2 separate regions of the Macaca mulatta genome follow, and region 1 is linked to region 2. Evidence: chromatin contacts called from public Hi-C data. All regions are on one chromosome and are shown on one strand. Each heading gives the region's core, a stretch centred on a gene start, on an enhancer-like site or on the middle of the called end of the contact. The rest is flanking DNA. Distances are from core to core; before and after follow the strand shown. Region 1 holds the start of ZNF480 (zinc finger protein 480). Region 2 holds the start of ZNF766 (zinc finger protein 766).

Region 1 (4,446 bases), core at 1,081-3,580, 34 kb after region 2:
AAGATGAATGCAACCTTCCAATAATAGGGATGTGAGAGAAAAGCGTATTTATTAGTACATGTGAATTCACAAATATTGCCATAAAATTATTGCCAGTAGACACGAGGCTGTTTAAATTTTGATAATTTAGTTTTACTTTCTTCTACGTTCACATGAAAAAGAATAACTTGCTCACCAAATAATCTTGCATTATTGCAAAATTGTTCTTTGGTGAAAATCAATCCAGTAGTCTTCTGAAGACTCTCTACAGGCTTTGTTATTCCCACATGAGAGAATATTAAGAAAAGAAAACACCTAAAAAAGGATCACAATTGTTAAAAGTACATTTTCTAGTTACTTTCAGAATGCATATAAAGTGAATTTGAAATTACAGTATACTTAGAAATTATTGATGTAAGCATATTACAATGTCAACTAAGTTTATCTGAAAGGGATTTGAGGTTCATTCATCTCAAATTGGAATAGAATAACATACAATAACAAATGTAAATAAGAACTATGTAATTTACATCTATTTTTAAAAGTTTTTTTTTTTTTTTTTTTTTATCTCTCGCTCTGTCACCCAGGCTGGAGTGCAGTGGCAGGATCTTGGCTCACTGCAACCTCTGCCTCCGGGGTTCAAGCGATTCTCCTGCCTCCACCTCAAGTAGCTGGGATTACACGCATGCGCCACCACGCCCGGCTAATTTTTGTATTTTTAGTAGAGACAGGGTTTCACCATCATGGCCAGGCTGGTCTCGAACTCCTGACCTCAAGTGATCCACCTGCCTTGGCCTCCCAAAGTGCTGGGATTACAGGTGTGAGCCACCTCGCCCGGTCAGTTAACGCTTTTTTAAAAGCAACAATTGGTGACCTGAATTCTCACTGGCCTTAGCCCTCCATGCCCCAGGTGCTGTCACTCGGAAACTCTCTGGAGCTGAGCACAGGGTTACCTCTGTCCCTCCCATAAGAACAGGGAATAGAAAAGGAGAGGATTTCTATTCTGCTTTGTGAGCCATCAGCATGAAATTGCACATTCCACCCAGACAGGGCTTTGCAGTTCACGTATTCACTTGCCTGGTTTTTGAAGGGGGCCAGCCCCTCCACACCTGTGAGTATTTCTCCTCAGGTGGGATGAGAGACTGAGAAAAGAAATAAGACACAGAGACAAAGTATAAAGAAAGAACAGTGGGCCCAGGGGACCGGCGCTCAGCATACGGAGGACCTGCACTGGCGCCGGTACTGTACTGAGTTCCCTCAGTATTTATTGATCACTATTTTTACTATCTTAGTGAGGGGAGTGTAGCAGGGCAACAGGTGGGGAGAAGGTCAGCAGGGAAACATGTGAGCAAAGGAATCTGTATCATGAATAAGTTCAAGGAAAGGTGCTGTGCCCGGATGTGCACATAGGCTAGATTTATGTTTCTCTTTACCCAAACATCTCACTGTAGGCACAGATCCTTTATGGGTGTCGGGCTGGGGGATGTAAGGTCTCTCCTTTCCCATGAGGCCATATCTCAGGCTGTCTCCATGGGGGGAAACTTTGGACAATACCCAGGCTTTCTTGGGCAGAGGTCCCTGCGGCTTTCCGCAGTGCATTGTGTTCCTGGTTAATCGAGAATGGAGAATGGCGATGACTTTTACCAAGCACACTGCCTGCAAACATACTGTTAACAAGGCACATCCTGCATAGCCCTAAATCCATTAAACTTTGATTCATTACAGCACATGTTTCTGTGAGCACAGGGTTGGGGCTAAAGTTACAGGTTAACAGCATCTACAGGTTAGCAGAAAAACAGAAACAATTTTTCTTAGTACAGATCAAAATGGAGTTTCTCATATCTTCCTTTTCTACATAGACACAGTAACAATCTGATCTCTCTTTCTTTTCCCCACAGCTTTCACAGACAATCCCAGGGCTTTTTAATTAAATTGCTAAAATTAGTTTTTCATGTATGTATTTTACAGACTGAGTCTCTGTCGCCCAAGCTGGAGCGCAGTGGCCATTATAACTCAGTGTAAACTCGAACTCCTGGGCTCAAGCGATCCTCCTGCCTCAGTCTTCGGGGTAGCTGGTACAGGTGCCCCACCCCACAGCCGGCTTAAGGTTAACTTTAATAGCAGGAATTTTCCTGGATCTAATCATCAGCAGACTTTGCTCTGTCCCGGCAAGAGTACAGTGCGGAGACAGCTGAGTTGCTTCAGCCTCCTTGGCAGGTCTCCTGCAAAACCCGGAAAACAGGCGCTGGAAGCGAGGCGGAGGGAAGCGCAAGCCCCGCCCCACCCCGCCCCACCCCGCCCCGGCCAGGCCGCCCTGCTGCGACCTCTCCGCTGCGCGCGCAGTTTCCCACAAACCCGGAAGCGGATCGCGTGGAGTGAAGGTCACGCCGCGGCGCGTGAGTTTCCCTTTGTGTAAATTAAAATCTGAGCTTCCCAGCTCCCCCGCGCTTCTGTACCCGGGATCTGAGAGGCCACACAGACCTTGAAATCCTGGCACCGCTCCCTCTACCCCGACCAAATTCAGGCGTCTCTGTGAGAGTCCCGCGGTCGCTTCCCTGTGTGTTTAAATCGCTCCGCGGCGGGTCCTGTCCCCCGTCTTTCTGCCACAGGGCCATGTAGTCACCTCCTATCGAGGAGTTTTCCTGCTTCAAATTCTTCTGTGATGCCTACATCCGCCCCGCACCGCGTAAAGTCCTCCCCCGCTAGGTGGATTCCGGTCTATCAGGTCCCCCAAGCCTCGCCTTTGTTGACCCTGGAGCGCAGCGCTCCAATCGCAGTCCAGGAGAAGCCGCGTCTTCTGCCGAGTCCTGGGATTCTGCAGACGCCACCCCTCTCTTGATCCAGACCCTCCTTGATCCGGGGCCCCGCTACTTCCCAGGCCTCCTCTTCCCAGCCACCGCTTCTCCTGACCCTGGGTGTGGGGAGGTGACTTACTCTGTCTTTTGGCATCCAGTGTTCTTGCAGTCTAAATAACACCCCACTGAAAAGGTTCTTCTGCATGTGGGCATCTGATCCCAATTCCTTCCATGTGCATGTGTGCAGAAAGATCTGGAGAGCGAGGGAGAAGAAAGAGAAACATCTTGAAGGAGAAAGGAAGATTGAGGGAGAGCCCTAAGCAGATGGCAAAGTAGAAAGTGGATGGGGCATTTGCAGAGACAGCGAATGAAGCCGAGAAAGTAGCAGGGGGAGAAAAGCAACTGAAGAAATGCAGAGAAAAGTGCCATCTCCGGAGAGATGAAGGACTGCAAGATAGTGAGAGGGGCAGCAAAGTGGGAAGTTCCTCAGTTTGAGAGTGGGGGAGAGGAGGAGGGATTTGGAGCCAGGGCAGACAGAGCAGCGTAGTGCTGGGACAGCAAGAGGGGTCAGCTGGTGACAAGGAGAGCAGAGGGAGAACCACACCAGGGGGAGGGCTGGGATCTCCGGGTGCCAGAGAGTGGGGACAAGGGGTGCAACAGGAAAGAAGGGGTTTAACAGGGAGAGCAGAGGGGGAACAGAGACAGGGAAAGAGGCAGGACCGGGCACGGTGGCTCATGCCTGTAATCCCAGCAGTTTGGGAGGCCGAAGTGGGTGGATCACCTGAGGTCAGGAGTTTGAGACCAGCCTGGTCAACAGGATGAAACCCCGTCTCTAATAAAAATACAAAAATTAGCCGGGCATCGTGGCACGCGCCTGTAATCCTAGCTACTCAGGAGGCTGAGGCAGGACAATCGCTTGAACCCTGGAGGCGGAGGTTGCAGTGAGCTGAGATCGTGCCATTGAACTCCAGCCTGGGCGACATGAGCAAAACTCCGTCTCAGAAAACAACAACAACAGCAACAACAACAAAAAGTAAGAGGCAGAAATAGGTGGAGATTGGGATGATCAAAGATTGAGCAGAAAGTTTGGAAAAGGTGTGGAACAAGTTGCCAGAATGGAGCAGAACAGGTGGAAGAGAAGGAAGAGAAGGAATAAGGGGAGAAACATTAGGAGAAGAGAGAGGCTCAAAGTGAGCAGAATCTTAGGGGAAAAGTAAAGAGGGGGAAAAAAAGCTAGAGAAAGAAGGTGAGAATGATAGATGCGTACAGAATGAGGGAGGGAAACACAGTAGTGAGAATAGAGGGAACCCTGGGTGCAGATGAATGGTGAGTTGATTGGCTATTATGATGAAGTTGTGACATTGATTAATCTGATTATATGAAATGTGCTTTAAAAATACAGATGAAGATGAGATGTGCAAAACTCCTGTCTGTGAGGCTGGTGCATTTTATAATTCTTGGCATCAGATTTTAGCTTCCACTCACATTCCCTATTCAGGCACAGGTCAGTGACTTGAGTCATTCAGGTGTGGGTCACCCACTTTCCTTTTCCTGGGATGGGGTATGGTGTGGGCGAATGTATAAGATAGCAGGAAAACCAGTGTTCTTCCTACTCTTGCAATCAACACAATAATGAACACTTAACACAAAATGCTTCATATCTGATGAAAAA
Region 2 (4,486 bases), core at 997-3,496:
AATTAGCTGGGCATGGTGGCAGGTGCCTGTAATCTCAGCTACTCGGGAGGCTAAGGCATGAGAATCGCTTGAATCCCAGAGGCGGAGGTTGCAGTGAGCGGAGGTCACGCGGCAGCCCTCCAGCCTGGGCGACAGCGCGAGATTCCGTCTGAAAAAAATTAAAAAAAATGCTGATATGTCATCTTGTATCCATCTTTGTGACACATCACTATATTATTCTCATTTTAACCTGTTAATATTTTAAATATGTTCATTTTCATATCTAAACATGATCATACTTCAAGATGGATGAAGGGATCCAAAAGTAGGGATCTAAGACCGGGTGCTGAGTCTCACGCCTGTAATCTCAGCACTCTGCAGGCCAAGGTGGGCAGATGATCACCTGAGGTCAGGAGTTTGAGACCAGACTGGCCAACATGGCAAAACTCCCTCTCTACTAAAAATACAAAAATTAGCCAGGCGTGGTGGCACGCACCTGTAATCCCAGCTACTCCAGAGGCTGAGGCAGGAGAATTGCTTGAACCCAGGAGGTGGAGGTTGCAGTAAGCTGAGATCGTGCCACTGTACTCCAGCTTGGGTGACAGAGTAAGACTCTGTCTTAAGAAAAAAAAAAGTTGGGGAGGTGAGATATGACAGAAAAACATACTTATTAGTACCTGTTAATGCAAAAATATTGCCATAAAATTATTGGCGGCAGATGTAAGGCTATTTAAAATTTGATAATCTAGTTTTACTTCTATCACCGTTCTATAAAAGAATAATCTGCCTACCAAATACACTTAGAATTACTGCAGAATTATTCTTTAGATCAATAAATAACAATTGTCTTCCGAAGACTATTTTAAGGGCTTTATTATCTAGAGGTGCCAGCACATTGGAGAAACGAAAACAAACAAGATTTAAAAGAGATGACAATTTTAAAATAAAAAGTATGTTTTCTTATTACTTTCAGAATGCACCTAAAGTGAATCTGAAATTACAGTATTTTTAGAAAATATTGACCTAAGCATATTTCAAAGGTGTTTAAAATAACTCGTGTGGAATAGAACAAGTGAAAGGAAGAAGTAATTTACATATACTTTTAAAAGCTTTTGCTTATTTATTTATTTAGACGGAGTTTTGCTTTTGTCGCCCAGGCTGGAGTGCAATGGCGATCTCGGCTCACTGCAACCTCCGTCTCCAGGGTTCAAGCAATTCTCCTGCCTTAGTCTCCCAAGTAGCTGGGATTATAGGCGTGTGTCATCACGCCCGGCTAATTTTTGTATTTTGAGTAGGGGCGGGGTTTCTCCATTTTGGTCAGGCTGGTGTCGAATTCCTGACCTCCAGTGATCCGACCTCCTCGGCCTCCCAAAGTGCTGGGATTACAGGCGTGAGCCACTCGCCCAGCCTCTACTGCTTTTTTAAAAGCAACAGTTGGTGACCTGACTTCTCACTGGCCTTATCCCTCCACGCCCCAGAGGTGTCCCTAGGAAACTCTTTGGAACTCTATTCTCCAGAGTGAACGGGGAACAGAAATGGAGAGGATTTCTATGCTATTCTGTGGGGCATCAGCATGAAATTACACATTCCGCACAGGCTGAGTTTGCATATTGTATTTTAGTTTGCATTCCTTTCACAGGCAATTTAAGGGTTTTTCAATTACATTTCTAAATTTTAATTGAATTCCTTAATTTTATTTATTTTTTTGTTTTGTTTGTTTTTTTTTGAGACGGAGTCTTGCTCTGTCGCCCAGGCTGGAGTGCAGTGGCACGATCTCGGCTCACTGCAAGCTCTGCCTCCCGGGTTCACACCATTCTCCTGCCTCAGCCTCCCGAGTAGCTGGGACTACAGGCGCCCGCCACCATGCCTGGCTAATTTTTTGTATTTTTAGTAGAGACGGGGTTTCACCGTGTTAGCCAGGATGATCTGGATCTCCTGACCTCGTGATCCGCCCGCCTCGGGCTCCCAAAGTGCTGGGATTACAAGCGTGAGCCACCGCGCCAGGCCTGAATTCCTTAATTTTAATTGTGGGAACTTTCCTGGATCCAAACAGCAGACGTTGACCCTCCTAGTGAGATCCCAGGTCACAAACCGTGGAGCGGCTCCAGCCTGACTGGGAAGTGTTGCTTGCAAACTCCGGAAAAGCGAGACACGCCCAGAGATAGGAGGAGGGAAGCGCAGGCCCTGCCCATAAGCATTCAGGCCCCGCCCACCACCTCGCTGGCCCCGCCCAGGCCTGGCCTCTGGGTCCGCGCGCAGTCGCCTGCAGACCCGGAAGTGGATGGCGTGGAGAGATGGCGCAACTGCGGCGCGTGAGTTTTCCTTTGTTTAGATTAAGTGTTCGCTTAGCGGTGCCCTCACGCTTCTGTACCCGGGATGTGGGGGGCGGTACAGACCTTGAAATCCCCGCACCGCTCCCTCCACCCCGAGTAAATTCACGCGTCCCGTCAGAATACTGGGGTTCGCTTCCCTGTGTGTTAAAATCGCCCTAGGGTTGGTTCTGTCCCCGGTGGTTCTGCCGTAGGGCCGCGTAGGCAGCTGCTTTCGCGTCGTTTTCCTGCTTAAAACCCTTCAGTGACCCCTCCGCCAGCCCCGCGCCACGTAAAGTCCCCACCTGCGAGCCCGATCCACGCCCTCCGGGTCCCGAGCCTCGCCCTTGTCGGCCCCTGGGGGCGCAGCGCCACAGCCGCAAATCGGGAGGGGCCGCGTCCTCTGCTTGTCCTGGAGATTCTGCAGACCCCACCCCTGATCTGCCTGCCGCCCTAGACCTCCTTGGGCTGGACCCTTCTGTCCCCAGGCCTCTTCGCAGTCACGGCTTCTCCTGACCCTGTGTTGGGGGAGGTGGCCGGGACCTATCATAGGGCACTCAGTGTTCTTCTGTCCCAAATTCCTCCCGTTGGAAACTGTGCTCTTGAGGAGGTGGGCATTTTATTCCAGTCCCCTCCCTGTGAATGTGTAGTGAAAGAGATGGAGAGCAAGGTAGAGGAAACAGAAAAATTTAGAGAGAAAATAATGAAGGAGATCCATATCAAGACGGCAACGTAGAGGGACGGTGAGAGATTGGCAAAGTGAAAGAAGCACCCCAGGAAGTAGCAGGGAGAGAAAAGCAACTGGAGAAATGTAGAGAAAAGTTGTATTTCTAGACAGATGAAGGACTGCAAGGTAGGGAGAGGGGCAGCAAAGCGGGAGGCTCTTCAGACAAAGTTGGGGAGAGAAGGAGGGATTTGGAGCCAGGGCAGACTGAGCAGCGTGGTGCAGGGACAGCAAGAGGTGGCAGCCGGTGACAAGGAGAGCAGAGGGAGAACCACCCCAGGGATCTGGGGTTGCCAGACAGTGGGGAAAAGGGGGCATAACAGAGAAGAGGGAATTTAACAGGAGGAGCACAGATGGGAGAAGAAAGAGGCAGAAATATATGGAGATTGGAGACAATCAAAAGATTGGAGAGAAAGAGCAACAAAAGGAAAAAATTTGCAAGATGGAGCAGATCAGGTGGAAAAGAAGGAATAGAGGGAAGAAGGGGAGAAACTGGGAGAGGAGAGGGGCTCAAAATCTGGGCTCACTGCAACCTTAGCCTACTGAGTTCAAGCGATTCTCCTGCCTCAGCCTCCCGAGTAGCTGGGATTACAGGTGCCCGCCACCACACCTGGCTAATTTTGTAGTTTTAATAGAGACAGGGTTTCACCATGTTGGCCTGACTGGTCCTGAGCTCTTGAGACCTCAGGTGATCTGCCCACCTCGGCCTCCCAAAGTGCTGGGATTACAGGTTTGAGCCACCTTGCCCGGCCTCCTCACATTAATTTGGTAGAATGGTTCCCAGAACTCAGAGAAAATTTTACTTAGGTTTACTATTGGTTATGAAGGTTATGACAAAGGATATAGATGGAAGAGCCGTCCTAACAAATCAAAACAGAGGAGTGGGTTTTGGAAACCGTTAATTTTATCCGTATCTGAAGTGAGGGGCAGTCATGTGGGACTGAGTCCTTAACTGGGATCTGATTCTATCTCCAGGTAGATACTATCCAAATTGAGTTAAATTGTAGGTCATCCAGCTGGGAGTGTGCCAGAGAACTGTTCAGCATGGGAAAAAACACGTGTACATTTCCACCTCAAACAGTAAAGGGAAGAGATCTCCAACCGGCCCACCCACCTGTCTCAGGGCCTGCGATCTCTACTCTGTAGTAACTGGGAATGGTCTGTCCCTCCCCCTGGCTGTTGCTGACCCTGCAGTTGTGCACCATGTGCCAGCCCTACTCACAATCTCAGGACAGTGTGGCATCCTTTCTCTGTGGCATCACCAATATTTACTTCAAGGGATTACTTTGATTAGTGTACCCACGTGGAGGTATTGTCCATTAAAACACACACAGACACGCTGGCTGGGTGCGGTAGCTCATGCCTGTAATCTCAGCACTTTAGGAGGCCAAGGTGGGCAGATCACTTATGACTAGGACTTCCAGACCAGCCTGGCCAACACGGTGAAAGCCCACCTCTACTAAAAATACAAAAA

The links. Hi-C and Micro-C count contacts between places; a contact is called where the count stands out from the background.
Region 1: a contact with region 2 is called in a Hi-C map of liver, with 2.8 times the contacts expected there. The contact joins the promoter of ZNF480 here to the promoter of ZNF766 in region 2. A contact is called at or near these places in 3 of 14 Hi-C or Micro-C datasets (cortical neurons, fetal cortex germinal zone and liver).

The regions. Positions count from the first base shown.
Region 1 is chr19:64,479,362-64,483,807 of T2T-MMU8v2.0, forward strand. ZNF480 (zinc finger protein 480) reads left to right here and starts at 2,331. Exons shown (of 5, transcript XM_077981617.1): 1 at 2,331-3,807. It overlaps LOC106994838 (a long non-coding RNA gene), which reads right to left and starts at 3,143. Exons shown (of 2, transcript XR_001441533.3): 1 at 2,461-3,143; 2 at 687-2,201.
Region 2 is chr19:64,445,662-64,450,147 of T2T-MMU8v2.0, forward strand. It overlaps ZNF766 (zinc finger protein 766), which reads left to right and starts at 2,247. Exons shown (of 4, transcript XM_028839374.2): 1 at 2,247-2,291. LOC144337314 (a long non-coding RNA gene) reads right to left here. Exons shown (of 2, transcript XR_013410288.1): 2 at 2,253-3,554.